Regions from separate parts of the Oryzias latipes genome. Here region 1 is linked to region 2. The links are chromatin contacts, called in public Hi-C maps. All regions are on one chromosome and are shown on one strand. The core of a region is the stretch at or near the end of the contact, and the rest is flanking DNA. Distances in the headings are between cores, read along the strand shown. Region 1 holds the start of nuak1 (NUAK family SNF1-like kinase 1). Region 2 has its middle 5.4 kb from the start of LOC111947495.

Region 1 (5,785 bases), core at 2,831-5,330, 90 kb after region 2:
ATAACCAGTGATGTTATCTAGGACATAGTTTCTGCAAAGCTGCAGTAGTTCATTATAAATTTGCCTTCATTATACATACGAAGACTATTTGTCTACAAGTGGATGCATCAGAATGGTGCTGTTATTGAATCTACATAACTACAAACTTTTTCAAACACTTTTTTCATCTGTACCCGATTCACATTGATTTGAATACAAAAATACTCAGAAATGAAATTTTAAGCAGAATTTTCTTTATATATGTCCTCCATCATTAGAAAAATGTCACAAGAACATGTTAAAAAACACCAAAAACATGATTTTCATCTGAGTGGGTCATTAAATGTTTATTCTACACTTGGGGATTGAATGAGCTCTACCACACTGGGTTTGAGACCAAGCCAGGTATCTGTTGTGTATGTGTCTGACCCTGATGTGGATCATTAAACAGGCCTGTAGACCAGCCACTGGGCAGCAAGGCGTGCTGCCTGACACAGCTACACTTGTCCCTAAGTGGATACAGTCACTCACAGTGAACAGGAGCTGCACGGATGCATACAGCAGCTCTTGCCAGGTACGAGGGCGGTCTCGTCTGCCCGCCCCCAAACTCTTGCTTCCAGAAGAACTTGTTTGAAGTAAAAGAACCTTTATGTGCTTCACTGGAGCCTAACATCTACCAGCACTTTCTCAGGCAATTATAAGAGATGAAGTACTCATCACAGGTTGACCCGTCCCTACGCTGGCTAAGGATCACGATCATCTGTTGTGTTGACTGTGAGCCTGAGTCAGAGAAGGGGGGGGGGGGGACTGAGAGTGTGGGGGAGGAGGAAGAGAAAGCCCGTCACTTTTCCAAAGAACTTTATTCTCAAACACAGCCAGGAATCCTAATACCTCATCAGTGGCACCACATATAGCAGAGGAATGTCAGTGTTTTTCCTTTTCATTGAAGCCATTGTTGGGGAATGATGTAATTTGGTGCTTTAGGCTCACACCAATATGACCGTATCCCCTTCAACTGAGCCGGTACATCTTTTGTTATGGTTGTGGTCTTCCCTGTATTTTTTTGAGTGCCCTAGAATGCAATTCATTCGCCACACAGGATATTAACCATCCCCTCCCATTTCATTTCCCGCTGTGGACGACCTTTCATGTGTCAAAGTTAATTTTTTTGTCTGGGTGTCACTGCAACCTTCTTTGTCATATAAGACAAAAAAAATGTACAGAATGTCTTTCAATGTCTCCAGCAAGCATGGCACACTTTGCTCCTATAAGCCCTGTGATCAGTTTCGGGAGTTTGGCTAAGTTCCTAAGCATTCCAACATATGGCAATCCAGATTAAGGCACAATCTTTTGGTCTGTTTTCACTGTCGCTACAAATCTTCTTACATCTTCCTCGAGTGCGCTCAGTAAATTCCATCATGTGCTTGCTCATGATTAAGTGCAACTTCCTTCAGCGATCTTCAAACTCTGTTGACTGTGTTCTTGGCGAAAAAAAATTGAGAAAAAGGTACAGAGGCTAAACGAGCGTGAAACGATCTCACCACACTGCTGTATATGCCATACGGACATGAGGGACTTCCTCTGGGTTAAAGGTCAGGTAAACTTGAGCAACGCAGTGCTAGACAAATGTGCCCTGTGAAAAAGTCAAGCTCTGTTTACACTCCATGTGCAGAGACTCTGCTTCCCTGCGGACACATAAAATGAGGTGCAAGGTTTTAGGAACCCCAACACCTCCATGTCTCAATCTTGTGTTCAGTTTAACACTGCACAATTAGTGATGTTGTGTTATTTCGTACATTCCTGCAAAAAAAGTTTTCCAAGAACTTTCCAAAGTCATCCACTCTTGAAAACCAAGTAAACCATAATTTATCAGACTTATAGTTTGAATCTCAACAGCAGAATAATTTGCAAGTGGGACAGGTCAGAAGGGAACAAGAGCTAGCCACCCCACCCTTCAACATACCTATATTAAGCATTTATTTCCCAGGAGGAGCTATAGGAAAGCACACAGGGAAATAACCTGAACTGAGATTCATGGAAAGTTCCACATGCCCTGCCAGAGTGAGTGCAAGGGTCATATTTTGCCACATGTGGAAATATTTGGGGAGATGTACAGACCTATAAGGACATTAAAGCAGGAGAAGGAGGGCTTACTCTGACAGACACGGTGTACCACATCAAATAAGAAACAGAAAATGCTCAGACTTTTTCAAGGCAGGAAAGACTGAATACTAAGAACTGGAAGGAAGCATATATTCATATTTAATTGACATATTACTAATTCATTTCTTAAAAAAAACTGTGTCTGCTTCTTAAAGTCCCAATTGAATCATCTTTGGATCCATTGTTGAGGCATTCCAATTGGTCTTTGAATAATGATTAGGGCGTTTTAAGGCCATTTGTTTTTTTAAATGTAGTTTTCTCTTTCATCTTCACCTTATTCACAACAATTTGAATAAAGACATACTCGAAAACATAATTTTAAGCTGAAAATACTTTATATGTCCTTCATTAAGGGAAAAATGCTACAAGAACGGGTTAAAAACACGATTCTCATTGGAGTGGCATTTGACGTGTCAATACGTCAAATATCGAAATGCTTTCACAAACTGTCACAGTTCAAGATCACTAAACATTTGGTGAGTCTGGTCAAAGGCTTTTTAATGCATTTTAGTGCACATCCAAATGAACATTGTTTTACTTTTTTTTGTATTTAGCCTGCAACCTTCACAGGAGGTGCGTCAGTCAGCCGCTCAGTAGCTGGGTTTGCATTCCAGCATCCGGTTGTGAGTTTTTGCACGGGACGAGGCGTGTGCAGCGCAACTCTGCTGGCCCCGTGGGTCTGTTTGAAAGCACTGGGGGAATCCCCAGTGGGGCCAGACTTCACAGAGCTGCAGCTTCTACTAAAAGCATGCATGTGATATGCGTCTGGGGCGCACTAAAAGGACAGACGGATATTTACAGCCCCTCTGAAAGTGGCTCACCTCTCTGCCGGAGTGCCGCTCGATGGCCTTCTTGACTTTGCCGTACGTGCCTCTCCCCAGCGTCTCCAGCAGCTCGTAGCGGTGTTTCAGATTGTGCTTGTGGTGGTGTTTCTTCACGCCTAAGCTCCTGTGTCCATCGCCGCTTGCCGGGGTCTCCTCAGGTGAGCCGCCGGCAGGTGGAGGTGGCTTGGCCGCTGCGCCTGCCGGGCCCCCCTGAGACTCTGGGCTGGTGGCCCCCCGGTGAAGCTTCGAATACGCAGCCTCCATTTCAGTCTAAACGCCCCTGACAGCCCTTCCACTGATAAATACTTTGATTCTACCTACTTAAAAACACTGATACGATAACACTTAAAGGCCTAAAATTAACAACAATAAATAAATAAATAACAAAAAATACCACTAGCGATGTTTTTATGCGTGGAATCTAACATTTCTAGATTGCCTTCGTTAAAAAAAAGTTATTTCCATCGCTTTTAAAATGCATGTTTTATCTCACCTATGTTATTATATTACCTGCACTAATTGACTCAAAGAGGCAAAATCGGTCTAAAATGATCGATTCAAACATAATCTACTGATTGATAAAGCATAATCTAATAATCCGTGTTCAGATTTCGGCAGCAGGCTGCATGCCGGAAGCTGAACACGCTTTCGGATGTAATGTATTGGCTATAATAACCCTTCGCTCTCTATCCCATTAAAACAATCTGATCCCCCACGAGCGCGTGGGTGAACGCATGATCGCATCATCTGTCATCCTGCACGCGGCCAACATCACGAGAAAGGCGAGAAAGCTGCGACGAAACCGGCGTTCTGGATGAAGATGACCCGCATTTTGTCCACGGCCCAGGTGCTGCACCTCATTCATCGCCGGCAGTCATCCGGCGGTGAGTCTGCGGGCTCCGCGGGGCGGCGGACGGGAGCAGAGGTGCGCGGCGGTGGGACTCTGTGCTGTGCTGGGACGCTGTGGATGTGGCCATGGTCGCTTCGCTTCTTCTCGCTCGGGTGCCCTCCTGGTGCTTCTCCTCCTTCCCTGTCTCTCTCTCTGTCCTCGGCATTGGGGGGCTGAGGAGAAGGAGATGATCTGCGAGCAGAGGCGGAGTTAAGGCAGTCCTCCTCCTCCTCCTCCTTCCCCGTCCTTCCTCCTGCCTCTCTTTGTGCTCTCATCCCCTCACCTACAAGCTCCAGGGGCGTAACCAGCCGCAATGTGGGCAGGGGTGTCCCCACCTTCCACTCCTCTCATTCACTCTTTTGTCCTATATTTTCTTTAAAGGAAAAAAACATCCATTGTTCCAGCATGTATGGAGAAAGGCTGTATATTGTGTTGCTTCGTGCTCTAAAGATGTCTTTCGTTTAGGGCCCCTATACTCACTTCAGGATCAGATTTCCTTTGCCTGTAATCAGATTTCTCTGTTCAAAACACGTCTCAGTCCATTCCTCCTTTCATAGTAAAATGTATTGTCAAAGGAACATAATCTATTTCAAAATAGAACAACAAATGCAAAGGGAGGATGGACGAATCCCAATCACAGGACCCAAGAAAACACACTTTAAACCCAAATTCCTCATTTATTTGATAGAAATTACTCTCCTCACATGTGACGTTATTAGGTACACCTCTCAATACCAGGTTGGATCCCCTTTTGCCTTCAGAACTGTCTTAATCCTTGGTAGTATATTCAACAAGGTAATGGGAACATTCCTCAGAGTTTGGTTCACCCTATCTTGCTGTATCCTGCTGGAAGCAGCATCAGAAACTGGGTTCACTGTGGTCATAAAGGGATGGACATGGTCAGCAACAATACTCAGATAGGCTGTGGTGTTGTAACCATGCTCAGTTGGTACTAAAGGGCCCAAAGTGTGCCAAGAAAGTATCCCCCATACCATTACACCACCACCAGCAGCCTGAACCATTGATACAAGGGAGGATGGATCCCTGCTTTCATGTGGTTGATGCCAAATTCTGACCCTACCATCTGAATGTGGCAGCAGAAATGGAGACTCATCAGACCAGACAATGTTTTTCCAATCTTCTATTGTCCAGTTTTGGTGAACCTGTTTCCTGTTTTTAACCAAAAGGAATGACACCCAGTGTGGTCTTCATGCTGATGTAGCCCATCTGCCTCAAGGTTGGATGTGTTGTGTGTTCAGAAATGCTCTTCTTAGACCTCGGTTGAAACAAGTGGTTCTTTGAGTTACTGTTGACTTTCTATCAGCTGGAACCAGTTTGGCCATTCTCTTTTGATATCATCAAAGTATTTCTATCCACAGAACTGCTGCTCACTGGATATTTTCTCTTTTCAGGACCGTTTTCTGTAAACCCTAGAGATTGTTGTGGGTGAAAATCCCACTAGATCAGCAGTTACTTAAATCCTTAGACCAGCCCATCTGGCACCAACAACCATGCCACATACAAGTTCACGTCAATCACCTTTCTTCCTCATTTTGATGCTTGCTTTGAAATGCAGCAGATTGTCTTGACCATGTCTGCATGCCTAAATCCACTGAGTTGCTGCCATGTGATTGGCTGATTAGAAATGTGTGTTAACGAGCAGTTGGATAGGTGTGCCTACTAAAGTGGCCGGTAATTGCAGCTCATTGAACTTCAGATATATTCAGCCCTTGAATCCGGTCAGAAATTAAAAGACAAAAATCCATATGGTACATAAATGTATTGTCCTTTTTTCCTTTCTTGCTTCCCCTCTTAAGCTAACCATTATGATGCAGTTTTTATGGCACTGAAAAAGGTGAACTAAGCTATAATCTTAACAATAACCTTTATGAGTCGGCATCTCTGTACTTGCACATAATGAGGGGCAGCA
Region 2 (5,950 bases), core at 2,075-4,574:
GATAAATGACAACAATATGAGGAAATATGGTTTCATAAAGATTCAACCTGCTGTGCAAGTTGACATTGAAGAGAAGGTAAGTATTTAAACATGTTTGAGCTTTTCGCTGAGTTCAAGTCACAGAACTTTACTTATTTTTTCTGTGATTTACTTTCAAGATAGTTCATTCAGTTCATACACAGACATTCTCCCCTTAACTTGAACCCAGTCAGGTTAAGGGTTACATTTTTTTGTCCAGGTTTTGAAATTTTATCCAAAATATCAGTAGACAACCCAAAACAATAGCCCTGGGAGGAAGATGATGTGCCTGTGTTTCTTTTTTTTCCTTTTTGTTTTAACTTTTCTTGTCCAGCAGCTGAGGAAACAGATATAAACTGAAGGCCATTTTACTGCTACAATAGGGGGTAAGAATCTTCTTACACATGAGGTGTATATTTGCTTATACCTCTTTTGTAATTGAGGCTACATTTTATTTATATTAATGATATTTGTATACATTTCTTATTGAAATGGAAGGAAAGGTGAAAAGGAAAGTAGAGAGGTGGGTGTCAGAGATGGGGGGTAGGGGTACAAAAGAAATAAGAGAAAAAGGGTGATTGAAGAAGTTGGGGGATGATTAAGAAGTAGGAAGACATAAAATCAGATAGCAACAAGTTGCTGGAGGTTTTTCATCATTACTGTCAGGTGTAGATGTTGCTCAAAAGGGGCCCCCAGCACCAGAGAGCAGGGGGGGCCAGGGGCACAGAAAATGCAAGCCCCAACCAAGCAAGAGAACTGCCCTTCCATCGCGCCCATGGGTCCAGCACAATGCCTACTGGCACAGCAGGAGGGCTGTTCTCTGGCTGGGCTTGACTTCTGGGCCCCCTGAAGTCAAGTCCAGTTTTTATGTTAAGTCTAAATTTATGATTGATTTAGGAAGTATTTGTTTTATATTTGGCAATCAGCAATTTGTAGATGCATGAAAAAAACAAGTGCTGTTGTGATATAAATACTGGGCCCATCTTCCTTTGAGAGAGGAAATGTCCTTCTCTAAATAAAACACATCAAAATACAAAATGAATAAAAGTAACAATTTAGTTGTTACAAAATAATTTAAGTGAGTTTTTGGTACTTACCATGTGTTCTTTCCTGCTCAAACAAGCCCTGCCATAATTCATAGAAAACACAATAAGCAGAGAAGTTTATGCAGACAACTACATGCATAGCAGATGGCTACTAATGTTTTAGTTCTTTCTGGGTTCTTTCTAGCAGGAGATATTCTGTTTTTAATACTTAAGCTTGTAGCAGCTGCGGCTGCTGGTCTCCAACCAAGTCACCAACTGCAAGGGAAGGAGTCTACGTCCGGTTGTCACTGGAACGCACATTCTCAGTGTGTAAGTGATTGTTTGGCAGACACTTTTGGTTGTATAGTGAGAACGGAAACTTGAAATAAAGTATTTTTTTTTTGCTATTTTTTTTTTAAGGATGTACCGTAGTGTGCTCAGCTCAGACTTGACCTGGCACACAAGAGCTTGAGAACCAGAAAACGGTGCTGATCATTGCTGACCTGCAACACTGATGTCTCTAAAATACTGAAATAAATGTTTGTCTTTTCTTTCAGTTCCCCGCCTTCTGATTCTGCAGTTCTGAACTTACTAAAAAAAATGAGCTAAATTATTTTCGCTGAAATTGGTGTTGGTGGGTGCCTGAAAACTCATGTTTCCATAAAACAAAAACAAAAATGCAAAACTCTTTGAAAACTTGTAAACAGATGATCTATGAAACCAAATTTTTATACTTTGATTTTTCTAAATGTGCAGCTCTGGTTTAGTTTTTTTGTTTGTTTTATTTTATATAGATCATACTGCTTTCCCTTTTTGTTAGCTTGTTTCTTGTATTTTCTATGACATCATTGCCAGTACAGGTTGGTAATTAAGAATTCACACTAGTTCGACTACATTGATTCACTTACTCTTCTTTAGTTAATTGACCATCTTCAGTTAAGTTATAGAAGTTTTGTTTTCTCATTGTTTGATCATTCTGTTAAACTCCCCTATTGTCTAGACTTGGTTGGTTCTAGTTTTTTTGTGTTTGATTGTCTGAATTTTGGATCCTTTCACAACCCCATTTCATGAAACGGAATAAATATAAGATAAGTGAGTGCTTTACAAGACATCTAAAGCAGCAATAAACCCCAAGGACAAGGCAAAGGAGGCAAGCAGATATTGACAAAAGAAGAAGAGGTGCTTGAAGGACTCTACGTGGACAGATGTTTCACAGATGCTGAGGCAGGATAGGAAAGAAAAGTCAGGCACAGAAAAAAGCCTGGACATGTCAAACCCCATAATAAGCATATAACTGTGTTTGTGGGAGTTATTGATGGATCTAAGGGGGCACAGACCTGAGCTGCTTAAAAAGAGACTCTTCCATAAGGATACATTGTGAGTCATGTATCATAAAATGCATCATAAAATGTTTTGGTCGTTTATCGAGAGATCATCTGCTGAAGGAGGCCCACCATAAGTGGATCAAGCCTGGGTTTGTATCCTATAATTAGGCACCCCAGACCCCAGATGGGTTCGATTCTCTTCATCTCTTTGTTCTAAGGGTTGGTTCATAGATTGTGACAAGTTATTTATTGCCTCCCTTTTACTTTGCCCCATTTTGCCAAACCCCTTAAAAACTATAGATGGGACAAAAGCCTCTGCACTCCATCTCCACGGGTCACTCCATTCTTTGTTTCATCTGCTAACAGCAGCTTCCTACTCTCATCCTCTGTATCTATCACAAAGGTATTGTTTAGTGAGGTAGAATTTGGCAAGAGTTTGACAACAAGATGAGATGTGATCCTCTAATCCAGGCCACTTAAATCTGACAATGCATGGTGTCAGTTGGCCCATGTTGGGGGGTCAATTGCTGGCCTTTGGCTTACCCCTGTCCCAGGAAAAGAAGGAAAGCACTAAAAGACTGGCTTGGTTACCGAACAGGGTTTACAGCATTATTTCTGTGCTACATGAAGTTTGTATCAAGCAATTGTAGAGAAAAAAAACAATTGATGTTTAATGACAACAAAAGTGCAGAGAAACTTTTGTATGTCTAGATTTCTCTTAACAGAGACGATTGTCTAAAAGGGGTTGGGAAGGAACCACGAGTCCCGTAAACAAGATAATGAACTGCATACTACAATTCGGTGGCAGGTGAGCCCATAATCAAACCACAACTTGTTGCTTGCAGGTCCTTTTCTCTTCTAACCCAGCAATAAATCATTCCACAGCTGCACCATCACATGGGGTCCTTTACCCTCTGCAACCCCTTCCTTTACGATTCGGGTCGATGAGAGAGGGGATAACATTCAGAAATGGGGGTAGCGTCTGAAGTTTGAGATGTTATGGTTGGTGTGCAGGGGGACAGGCCTCTCGAGAGAGGCTGTTTGAGGTCTGGGATGAGAGACTTGAACATTACTTTAGATTAGGCTTCTAATCCCACTAATGAAGGCCAACTTTAGTGCTCCTCTGTTGTATAAACTGCCATGATTGTAATGCCCATGCAGAAGTGACAGATCCAGCTCCTTGTCTTTCATCAGCACTGCAGTTACACACAGGCGGTTGTTAATCAAGTCAAGATGATGAAGGAGAATGGCGGAGTGTGTACGGACATACACATGCAATTAGTCCTCAGTGTGCTAAAGTGGGCTCGGAAGTGTGCACCCACAGCTGTTTGCCTTTAATCTGCTCTTTGTTAGCATAAACGATGGAGCACTAAATCACAAAGGGAATAAGTTGGCTACACTTTTGTTCCAAGCAGAAAATGATTTTGTCATTTACAATTCAATCATGGTAAGCGTTCACTTCCTATTTCCTAAATGGAGCCTTGATGGGTTTTTAACTGCTCCTAACTTCACATTGTCTCTGAACTGTACATTGTCCTGGTTTTTACACATGGGCATGATTTCAAACCAAATACATGCTTGTCTAGAAGATATTCCACACAAACAGCAAGAGTAATCACACGTTTACTCTATGGCTTTTGTTTCCGCATACCTAAAACATCCTTTAAGCTTTTCCTCAGTGTTTTCTTGGTTCTTACAAATCTGCAGTTTGCTGTTGAGTTATTAAGTAAGAGATCATGGCAGTGCATTATCAGAAATTAATGCACGGCGTGGAAGGTACAACTATACTAGTTATACCATGGTCCGGGTGAATACTAAATCTGAAAACAGATTTTTTTGATCTGTTTTCCAAGTCTTCTCAGAGGTCTTTTAATTACGATTATGCTATTTTTTGAAAAAATTCAAAACCTGAATCGTTTTCTAGGACACAGTTTCTGCAGAGCAGCATTGGTTTATTAGAAATTCACCTAAGAATTGTGGGTGGGACCGTTGGTGCGGAGGAACCCCGCACCCCCTTCCTGTCAGTCATGACAGAGTTATCTGTTAACATGCTCCCCTGCTGGCTTACAGCTCCTGACTGTGTAACTGCTGAGTGCTGCACAGGTGTGCATAATGTAGGTTTAAGTGTACACACACGTAGAAAAAGTAACAACCAAATAGTTTCTGTCATATATCGTTAGCACATACCTTATACACACTTTGTATGGAGTCAAAGTAATGGCAATAAAAACGTGTGACAAAACTGTACCGTGTACGGCATACAGCTTTATGCCTCCAGAGACAGAGAAAAAAAAACAACACTCCTACACACAGAGATACACACAGACAGAGAGGCTTTTCTCTCTAATTATGCTATTCCAGGAGCTGTAATGATAACTCTCTCCTTCCTTCACTTTCACTCCATAAAAACACTCCAGTGCTTTGATAAATTGCACGAGATTCTCCATTAGCCAGCCAACAAGGACCGACGCTCAACCACAATTGTATGTGCCAAGCCACCACTGTCCTCCCCACATCCTTACACCTCCCTCTGCCACCCATAGTTCCCCTCAAGAGGAAGCCACAGTCTACACAAACAGAAATGCCAGGCAACTTATTTTTCTTTTCTCAGCTGTAGACCATCAAGCCTAAGTTTGGTCATGTTTAGAGTTGATGCAAAACTCTGACAAATTCCGACTTTCAGCTGCATTTGGAGACAAAGGCTTTTTTTTAAATCCAGGTTTAACGGGAGAGGTGGAATTCCAAGAGGTTATATAACATCAAGGATATAATCTGGCAGTGGTGTTAATATCATATCATCAACAAGCAGTGTTGGTAGTCTTTAGCCAAACACTCTTCACACAATACCCCTGCAACCTAATCTGCGTAGGTCCCTCGTGTTTCTGAGATGAACACTTCAAGCAGTGATAATCAAGGTTTGGACTTTATGTAATTCTTTGTTTCAATGTGGTCCTACATTTCTCTTGTACAAATAATTCTTTCAGGGACCATCAAATTACATAATACCTTAAATAAATTGAACTCAACTTTGTGTACAATATGGCACTTTTGATTCCCAGCTCATCTGTTTCACATGTCAAACTCTTCATTAAAAACACATTACATTAGTCTACAACTCTTTATAAATCTCACAGTCAGAACTCAAACAGTCTAAAATTCACGCTCCATTCTTTAAATTTCACTTGTGAAAGAAGATGTTTGCTTTAATGTAATTGGTATTAAATACATATTGAATAAATCATTTGTGATACACTGCAAATTATTTATTATTGCAAAGATTTAAAACCCTGTTTTTAGAAATTTAAGATATTTTACCAGGTTTTCAGTTGTTTTAACTTCTCTTTACTCTACAGCTTTCCAAGCTTTTCTCAAAAGTCAAGAATCGAATAAGAAAATTATTATTAGAATAAGACAAAATCCTTTAGCTTCGTACTCTTGGCAGTTGAAAAACTTGATTTAAGACTCAAAAAACTCAATTTTAAGGTTGTTATTTTATAGTTGAATAAATGTTTACTTGTTAGACTGGCACTTATTTTCCTTATTTTGAAAACAAAAATTTAGATTTATGTTAATTAGTGTTGG

The links. A called contact is a pair of places that touch in the nucleus more often than the background predicts.
Region 1: a Hi-C map of embryo shows a contact between it and region 2, with 3 times the contacts expected there. The contact joins the promoter of nuak1 here to the enhancer-like site in region 2. A contact is called at or near these places in 5 of 5 Hi-C or Micro-C datasets (embryo, fibroblasts and gastrula embryo).

What each region holds. Positions count from the first base shown.
Region 1 is chr6:12,359,828-12,365,612 of ASM223467v1, forward strand. It overlaps nuak1 (NUAK family SNF1-like kinase 1), which reads right to left and starts at 4,081. Exons shown (of 7, transcript XM_004069900.4): 1 at 2,964-4,081. The coding sequence starts at 3,230.
Region 2 is chr6:12,270,312-12,276,261 of ASM223467v1, forward strand. No RefSeq gene overlaps it. Among protein-coding and RNA genes, the nearest start is that of LOC111947495, 5.4 kb to the right of the region's middle. Within about 2 kb of position 3,325, at least 1 of the 8 cell types and tissues checked has an H3K27ac peak or open chromatin away from gene starts, as enhancers often do. A contact at or near this core is called in embryo, where this site is marked.